Regions from separate parts of the Sus scrofa genome. Here region 1 is linked to region 2. Evidence: chromatin contacts called from public HiChIP or PLAC-seq data. All regions are on one chromosome and are shown on one strand. Each heading gives the region's core, a stretch centred on a gene start, on an enhancer-like site or on the middle of the called end of the contact. The rest is flanking DNA. Distances are from core to core; before and after follow the strand shown. Region 1 has its middle 22 kb from the start of KLF11. Region 2 holds the start of CYS1 (cystin-1).

Region 1 (3,383 bases), core at 358-2,857, 54 kb before region 2:
AGGTCACTTTGCTGTACGGTAGAAAGTTGACAGAACACTATAAACCAACTGTAATGAAAAAAATAAAAAATATTAACTTTTTTTAAAAAAAATTTCTCATTTGAAGGTTCGGGAAACCGAGATCCAGGCGGGGCAGGTGACTTTCAAAGGCCACCAGCCTGCTCCTGGGGCTTGTGGTCCCATGGTGTGGATGACCGAGTCTGACATTGGGGCGTGGGGCCCCCAGCAGGACGCACACAGCCGGGGAGCACACTCCCCTCCACTCTCTGTGCTGTGAGTGCAAGGAGGCGGGGACAGAGACGCAGCCCGAGGCCCTCCGAGCAAGCGGTCCAGGACGGGAGGCCGGGGAGCAGCACTGGCTCTCTGGCTTCCATGAGTTTTCTCTTCTTTCCATCCATTTCTCTTCATTCCCTAAGCTGGCTGTCACTCCCTTCAGAGACCCAGTGTCCCTCTAAGGGGCACCCGGATTGGAAATCTCTTCCTCCACCTACCCCCCCCACCCCCCCGGCCAGCAGGCAGAAGCGGCAGCCTCTGAGCAAGGATCTGAAGCTTCAGATCCGAAGCTTCTTCATCTGTAGACAGAAGCCCGTCCTGCCAGCCTCCCAGGGCCACAGTGGGCACCCAGCAGGGGGACGGGCACAAATCCCCTTGTGCTCACGGCACCATGTCATCAGGACGCGGCGCCGCAAGGTGGGCTGTCTGGGAGCCCTAATCCCCCATCACGGCTGACACCTGCTCTTCTCATCTCCAGTGGCCGACACCCCGGGAACCCCACCTCCCCGTCCTCGTGATCTTCTGGGTTTCCTCCCAAACCGCATCTGGACAGGCCAGCGGCTCGCTTGGCTGACAGCAGGTGCCGGAAGCGACGCCGTGCCAGTCCCAAGCCTCGACCTCAGGAGCCCCGGCAGCCTCTGCTTTCCTGCCCTCTGGGAACCCGGCCACCACGCTGTCAGGCTGTCCGCTGGCGACGGGGGCCTGAGTGCCGCTGCCAGCGTGACTGCAGCCAGGACCACCTCAGCCTGAAGGATCGTGAGAAATAATAAATCACTGTCATTTAAGCCACTACGGTATTTGGGGCGGGGGAGGATACTCAATAACTGATAAACATCTCCCCGCCCTGGCACCCCAGCCTTCCCTCTGCGTCTCTCCCGTGGGTGCTGCTCTACAAACAGCTCTCTGCTCGAGGGTGGGGGGCTGACCTGCAGTGTTTGTCCGATTTCTGTGGTGTATGTATTCCCACCATGTCTGATGCCAGGCCACAGCATGACCCCGTAAACGGCCTTGAAAGGATGGGCAGTCGGGCCGGGAGGTGGCACCGGCACAGCCGGCTCTCCTCCTTCAAGCACGTGAGGCCCACAGAGAGGGGAGCTGAGCGAGCTCCAGGCAGGAGACACGTGTGCCCAGGGGCGTCTTTTCATGGGCACCCAGAGCTCCCGCCCAGCCTCACTTTCAGGGCAGCAGGCGGGGAAAGAACTTGGGTCACGCACGGCACCTGCAGCGAGGAAGCGGGGCCCTGGGCAAGAGAACTGGGCTCCTCTCCTGCGTGGGCAGGTGCAGGCCTGGGCAGGCGGCAGCCGGGCTGTGTTCATGAGACCGAGGCGCTGCCCGGAGCCACGGCACAGGGCTGGTCAGACACGGGCTCTGAGCACAGGCTGTTAGCTCAGCCCCGATCAGGAGCTTCCCCCCAGGCCGGACGGTACAGGAGTGAAGGCACGCGTCTGTGTGAAGCCCTGGGGTCCGGGGAGCTGCTGTGCAGCCCCAACACCCCCTGCCACCCACCCCCAACACACACACACACACAGTAGCCAGGTCAGAGCAGCGAGGGCAGAACCAGCAACGGTCTAGGGGAGGCTGCTCGGCCCTGAAAGCCATTGTCACCGAGGCTGACTGCTGCTGGCCCCTGGCCACCAGGACCTCCCCGGCTCTTGGCACCTGGGTGTGATGGTTGGTTTGACGTGTCGGCTTGGCCAGGCTCTCCTCTCCAGTTACTCAACACTAACCTAGGGGCAGCTGTAAAGGGGTTTTGTCCACGCAGTTAACATCTACAGTCAGGCGACTTTAAGGGCAGGTCACCCTCGATGACGTGGTTGGGTCCCATCCAACCAGTGGGAGGCCTTAGTGGCAAAGCTGAGGTGTCCCTGAAGAAGAAGGCATCCCACCCTTGACTGTGGTGCCAGCCGCCCACCCTACGGATTCCCGCCTCACCCGACCAGCCCCACAATCGTGCAAGTCATTCCTTGTAATAAATAGCTCTCGTTCTTTCTCTCTCCAAATATACATAAAAATCATATAACATTATGCCGAATAATATATATTATATACTATATGCTGTAGAAATCTCATATATACATAGATTTATCACAAGCAATTGGCTTCTGCAATTTTTATGTATATATACACACATATACACACAGTTCCCATTGTGGCTCGGTGGAAGCGAATCTAACTAGTATCCATGGCCTCTCTCGGTGGGTTAAGGATCCGGCATTGCCATGAGCTGTGGTGTAGTCAGCAGCTACAGCTCTGATTCGACCTCTAGCCTGGGAACCTCCATATGCCACGGGTGCAGCCCTAAAAAGACCAAAAAAAAAAATTAATCAAAATAAAATAATAGAAGGCGTTCCCGTCGTGGCTCAGCAGAAACAAATCTGACTAGGAACCATGAGGTTGTGGGTTCGATCCCCGGCCTCGCTCAGTGGGTTTAGGATCTGGCACTGCCATGAGCTGTGGTGCAGGTCGCAGACGAGGCTTGGATCCCACGTTACTGTGGCTGTGGTGTAGGCTGGCAGCTGTAGCTCCGATTGGACCCCTAGCCTGGGAACCTCCATATGCCACGGGTGCAGCCCTAAAAAGCAAATAAAATAAAATAAAATACTAATACGTATACATAGCTATGTATGGCTAAATATATACACGCACATATGCCTTCTGGTCGTTTCTCTGGTGGAACTCTGCCTGACACACGAGGGGTTCTCAGAACACTTATATAACTGTGACCCCTCAGTAGCACAGAACCCTAGTCCCGGCCCCTGGCCGAGGCAGGGGCGCCTCTCCTTGCTCTGGGTAAGCAGGTGAGCTTGACACCAGAGGGCCATCCCCACGGGATCAGATGGGACCTGCAGCCCCAGGGTTGTGGCTGCAGATGGCGCTGTAGAAAATCCTTAGCTCCAGGAACACTCCGTGCCCTGCATCCCTCCTTGTCCCTTGAGGGCGGGCTTGGGCTTTGGGAATGCAGAGCTTGGGAAAGGCTCGGGCTACTTCTGCGTGCGGCCCTGTCCGGTTCTCCCTGTGGCAATGGGCCTAGAGCCACCATCCCCACCAGCGCCCTGGGAGGCAGAGGATTAGGGGGAAGAGGGGGGAGCACTGATGGGGAAACGCAAGCT
Region 2 (3,782 bases), core at 844-3,343:
GCCTGGGACGCCCCTAGCATGACGCGTCCGCAGCCTGGCATTGACCCTTCCCGACCCGTTCAATTCCAATACTCCCACCCACGCCCTGGGTACCATGTGCCTCGGGGCGCCACCACCTTGGCAGACAGAGTTCTCTCTGCCCAAATGCTCCTCGCTGTTCATCTGCCTGCCTAGTGCCACAGCCTCTTCCAGATCCGGGTCAAGTGTTGTCCTTCTGAGATGCGGACTCAACTCCTCCAGGGGGCCAGTCGCTCCTCCTGTGTACCCTCTATACAGACTGCCCACCTGAATCGGATTTTTGTCTGCAGATCTCGCACTCCATTAGACTATGGACTTGTGGGGGGGGGCGTGCCCGTGGCACATGGAAGTTCCCGAGATTGAGCCTACACGGCCGTTGCAACCTGTGCCACAGCTGCAGCAATACCAGCCGGACACTTAACCCGCTGTGCTACACGGGAACTTCCAGGCCGTGGACTCCTTAACCCCCTGCCTCCTAGGAGTCACTAGGCTACTTGGCGATGGAAGGGGTGAGGAGAGGGCGGGGAGTCCATGCTGTTTTCTTCTCATTTCCCTTCTGAAGTTTCCAAAGCACTTGAAGAATGAACACTAAAAGACTGCGTCCGTGCCATCTCAGGCTTTCCCCCAAATCTCTCAACCGTTTACCCATTCTGAGGGTTATGTAACTGGGCGCTGATGTAACCTTAAAGGAATCCTGTTATATAATTGGGCCCCACTTGCAGCAGCTCACTTCGGGAGGGGCATCAGGGAAGGGCAGGAGAAGCCCTGTGCCTGGGTCAGGGGGGCCAGGTCCTTTTCCTCCCCCCAGCCCTCCCCCCACCTCGCAGGAGGAGCTCCCAGGATTCTACTGCTTGGTGGCTGCCCCAGCAGACACCCCCCCAGGCTCCCAGCAGTTGTTAAGCAAAGCCTGAGGGGCTCCAGGGAGGGGCGGGGGGGCTGGCTTGGACATCCTCGCAAGCCCAGGAGCTGATATTAAGGATCTTGTTCGTTCAGCTCTGCAGGAGCGAAGACTGCTGCCAAACGAGAGTGCTCATTTTTATTGTTTTTCTAGAACAGCAGGGATGTTATTACAAGCGTCCTGGAAGAGTGAGGAGAGAAGCCAAAGAGAGACTGCACAGCATCTTAAAAATAGCCGGTCGTATGTGAACTGCCTGACTGCAAGGCAAAGACGCCGAGGTGTCTGACGCGCCGGGCCTTTGTAACCACTGTTTGGCTACCGGTCCCACCTCCTGGCACCCTCTTCCGAGCGTGCCCGGGAGACTGGCCCAGGGGAAGGTACCTAGGGAAAAGCAGTGTCCCCTCTCTGCCCCCCGCCCGCCAGCTCCCACCTAGGCTGGAAGGAGCCACAGTTCCAAAGGAAAAATACTCGCGCTCTGGCCACGAGATGCATTTCTGCCGAAGGAGGTCTGTCCCCCGACCTCCAAGGCGGCTCCCAGCCCTGTCGCTCCCCAAGTTGGTGGCCGTCTGATCAGCACCCAGAGGAGGCAGAGAGGGAGACAGTCAGAGGGGATGCTGGGGAGGGAGAGGCGGCAAGAGACCTCGCCGGGATTCCGGGGGCAGGGAGACGGTGGGCGACCCTGGGACAGGGCACCGCGCAGGCCGATGGCGCCTGGCAGGGGCTGGCGGCGGCGGGCGGAAGGGGGCTGGGGGACAGGGCGCCGGCGGGGAGGGGGCTCCGGGGCAGGAAGCGGAGCAGCGGCCCCCAAGGCTCCGCGGGCTCCGACACTCACCGGGCTCCCGGCGCCGGCGGCGGGTCGGGGCCGCGCCGGGCCGCGCGGGGCCAGCTCCCCGGGCGCCCAGGCCGCCGACTCGGCCAGCAGCTGGTCCAGCAGGCGCAGGGTTTCGTCCCTGCCGTCGGGGGGCGCCGCGGAGCCAGCCGCCCCCTCGGCCGCCTCCGGGGCCTCCTCCCGGGCCGCCGCGGTCGCCGAGGCCGGCGGCCCCGTCCCGCCCTCCGGGGCTGCCCCGCCGGGCCCCGCCGGCCGGCTGTCGGCGCCGCGCAGCCGCTTCAGGGCGCGGCCGCCCCGGCTGCTGCCGCTGCCCATGGCGCGCCCGCCGAGCAGGCCCGTGGCGCCGGCCGAGCGCGGCCCGGGGGCGGGGACGCCGGAGGCGGGGGCGGCGGGGCCGGGGCTGCGGGCCCGGCCCGCGGCGGGCGGAGGAGGGAGCGAGAGTCCGGGTCTGGGGTGCGGGCGGGGGCGGGGCTGCGAACCGGGCCGGGGGGCGGGGCGAGCCTCGGGTGCGGGGCGCGCGGGGGGCGGGGGACCCGGCCGGAGAGCCCGGGATGACCCCGGCCTGGAGGAGGGGGCTGAGACCCGGGGGCGAGGGCCCGGGGCGCGGCGAACCCTCCCGCCTCCCCGCTGGCCCGGGCCCCCTCCGGGTCCCCGCTACCGCCTGGGAGCACTGAACACACCTGGGCTCCCACGGGCCCTTTTTGTTCATTTCTGGAAGGCTCTCCCAAGGCCACGGCGCACAGATGGACCTGCTTGGGATGGGGATGCGGATGGAGGGGACTCCACGGCCTGGCCCTCCTGGAGCCTAGAGGGCCGTGGGGCTTGGCCTCCTCGTTCCCAGATGTTAGGCTGGGGAAAGGGGCTGGGCGCTAAAAACACCTCTGAGGATGGGGTAAGATACAGAAGGTGCTCGGCCTCGCCCCCTTCCATTTCTGCCCTTCTCCCCCCCACGCAGGCAGGGGCCGGACGGAAGGAAGGAGGAAGGGGGCGATTCTTCCGACCAGACCGCCCCCTCCAGCCTTTGCACGCGGGAGCCGGCAGCAGGCAGCGCGGGGCCCTGGGCTTCCTGTTCCTCTTCTCCTGCCCCCAAAGGCGATCTGGCACCTGAATGCCAAGCCTCATTAAAAAACACCCATCTAAGACATAACCACTTTTGGGAAAGAAGAAAATTTAAAAGATGGCAGGAAAAGCGGTCCCCACCCCCGCCCAAAAAAAGCCACTAGGTACTGATCATAATTCTTTCTAGCCTTTGGTCATTGGATAGTAAAAAAGAAAGATAAACACATTATATTTAAGTGAAGCAGCCCGAAGATAAGAACAAGAAGCAGGATAAAGCTTCTAATTCAAGACCAGTGATATTATTGTTGGTTGTGCTTGCATTTTATTTAAGACTTAATTTCTTTTTCTCCCTGGGTCACCTCCTTAAAAAAAAAAAAAAAAAAACTCACCTTTCCAGGAGTTCCCATTGTGGCTCAGTGGCTAAGGAATCCGAATAGGAACAATGAGGTTGCGGGTGCGATCCCTGGCCTCGCCCAGTGAGTGGGGTAAGGATCCAGCATTGCTGTGAGCTGAGGTGTAGGTTGCAGATGCGGCTTGCATCCCGAGTTGCTGCGGCTCTGGCGCAGCTCCAATTAGACCCCTAGCCTGGGAACCTCCATATGCCGCCGGAACGGCCCAAGAAATGGAAAAAAGACAAAAAACAAATCAAAACAAAAAACAAACCTCACCTTTCCAAAGCCACAGCTCAAATGGGGTTTAATCACATCTTGACCTTAATCTGAATCCAGATAGGATTGCAGAATAATTGTTAAATGTTGACAAGCTTTTCCCTACGGTAAGTTTGAAGTTTTACTGATTTATCACTTCAGGAGGAGGCTTTGAAAACTTTATGCCCAAGAAAATGGAATAAATGTGGGATTCATATCCATTCGTTTTATTATCAAGAGACCAAGGAAGTGTTTACAATTCCTCTTCACTTTTTGTCTTTTTTTTTCTTTTTATTTCTTTCTTTCTTTCTTTCTTTCTTTTTTTTTTTTT

Evidence for each region. HiChIP or PLAC-seq counts read pairs in DNA pulled down with a chosen protein or histone mark.
Region 1: an H3K27ac HiChIP or PLAC-seq map of skeletal muscle shows a contact between it and region 2. The contact joins the enhancer-like site here to the promoter of CYS1 in region 2. A contact is called at or near these places in 1 of 5 promoter capture datasets (fetal liver), 7 of 47 Hi-C or Micro-C datasets (blood, embryonic fibroblasts, epiblast stem cells and 3 more) and 2 of 2 datasets of contacts at active chromatin or transcription factors (alveolar macrophages and skeletal muscle).

The regions. Positions count from the first base shown.
Region 1 is chr3:126,450,440-126,453,822 of Sscrofa11.1, reverse strand. No RefSeq gene overlaps it. Among named protein-coding and RNA genes, the nearest start is that of KLF11, 22 kb to the right of the region's middle. Within about 2 kb of position 1,607, at least 9 of the 83 cell types and tissues checked have an H3K27ac peak or open chromatin away from gene starts, as enhancers often do. A contact at or near this core is called in skeletal muscle, where this site is marked.
Region 2 is chr3:126,396,613-126,400,394 of Sscrofa11.1, reverse strand. It overlaps CYS1 (cystin-1), which reads right to left and starts at 2,093. Exons shown (of 3, transcript XM_021087851.1): 1 at 1,749-2,093. The coding sequence starts at 2,060.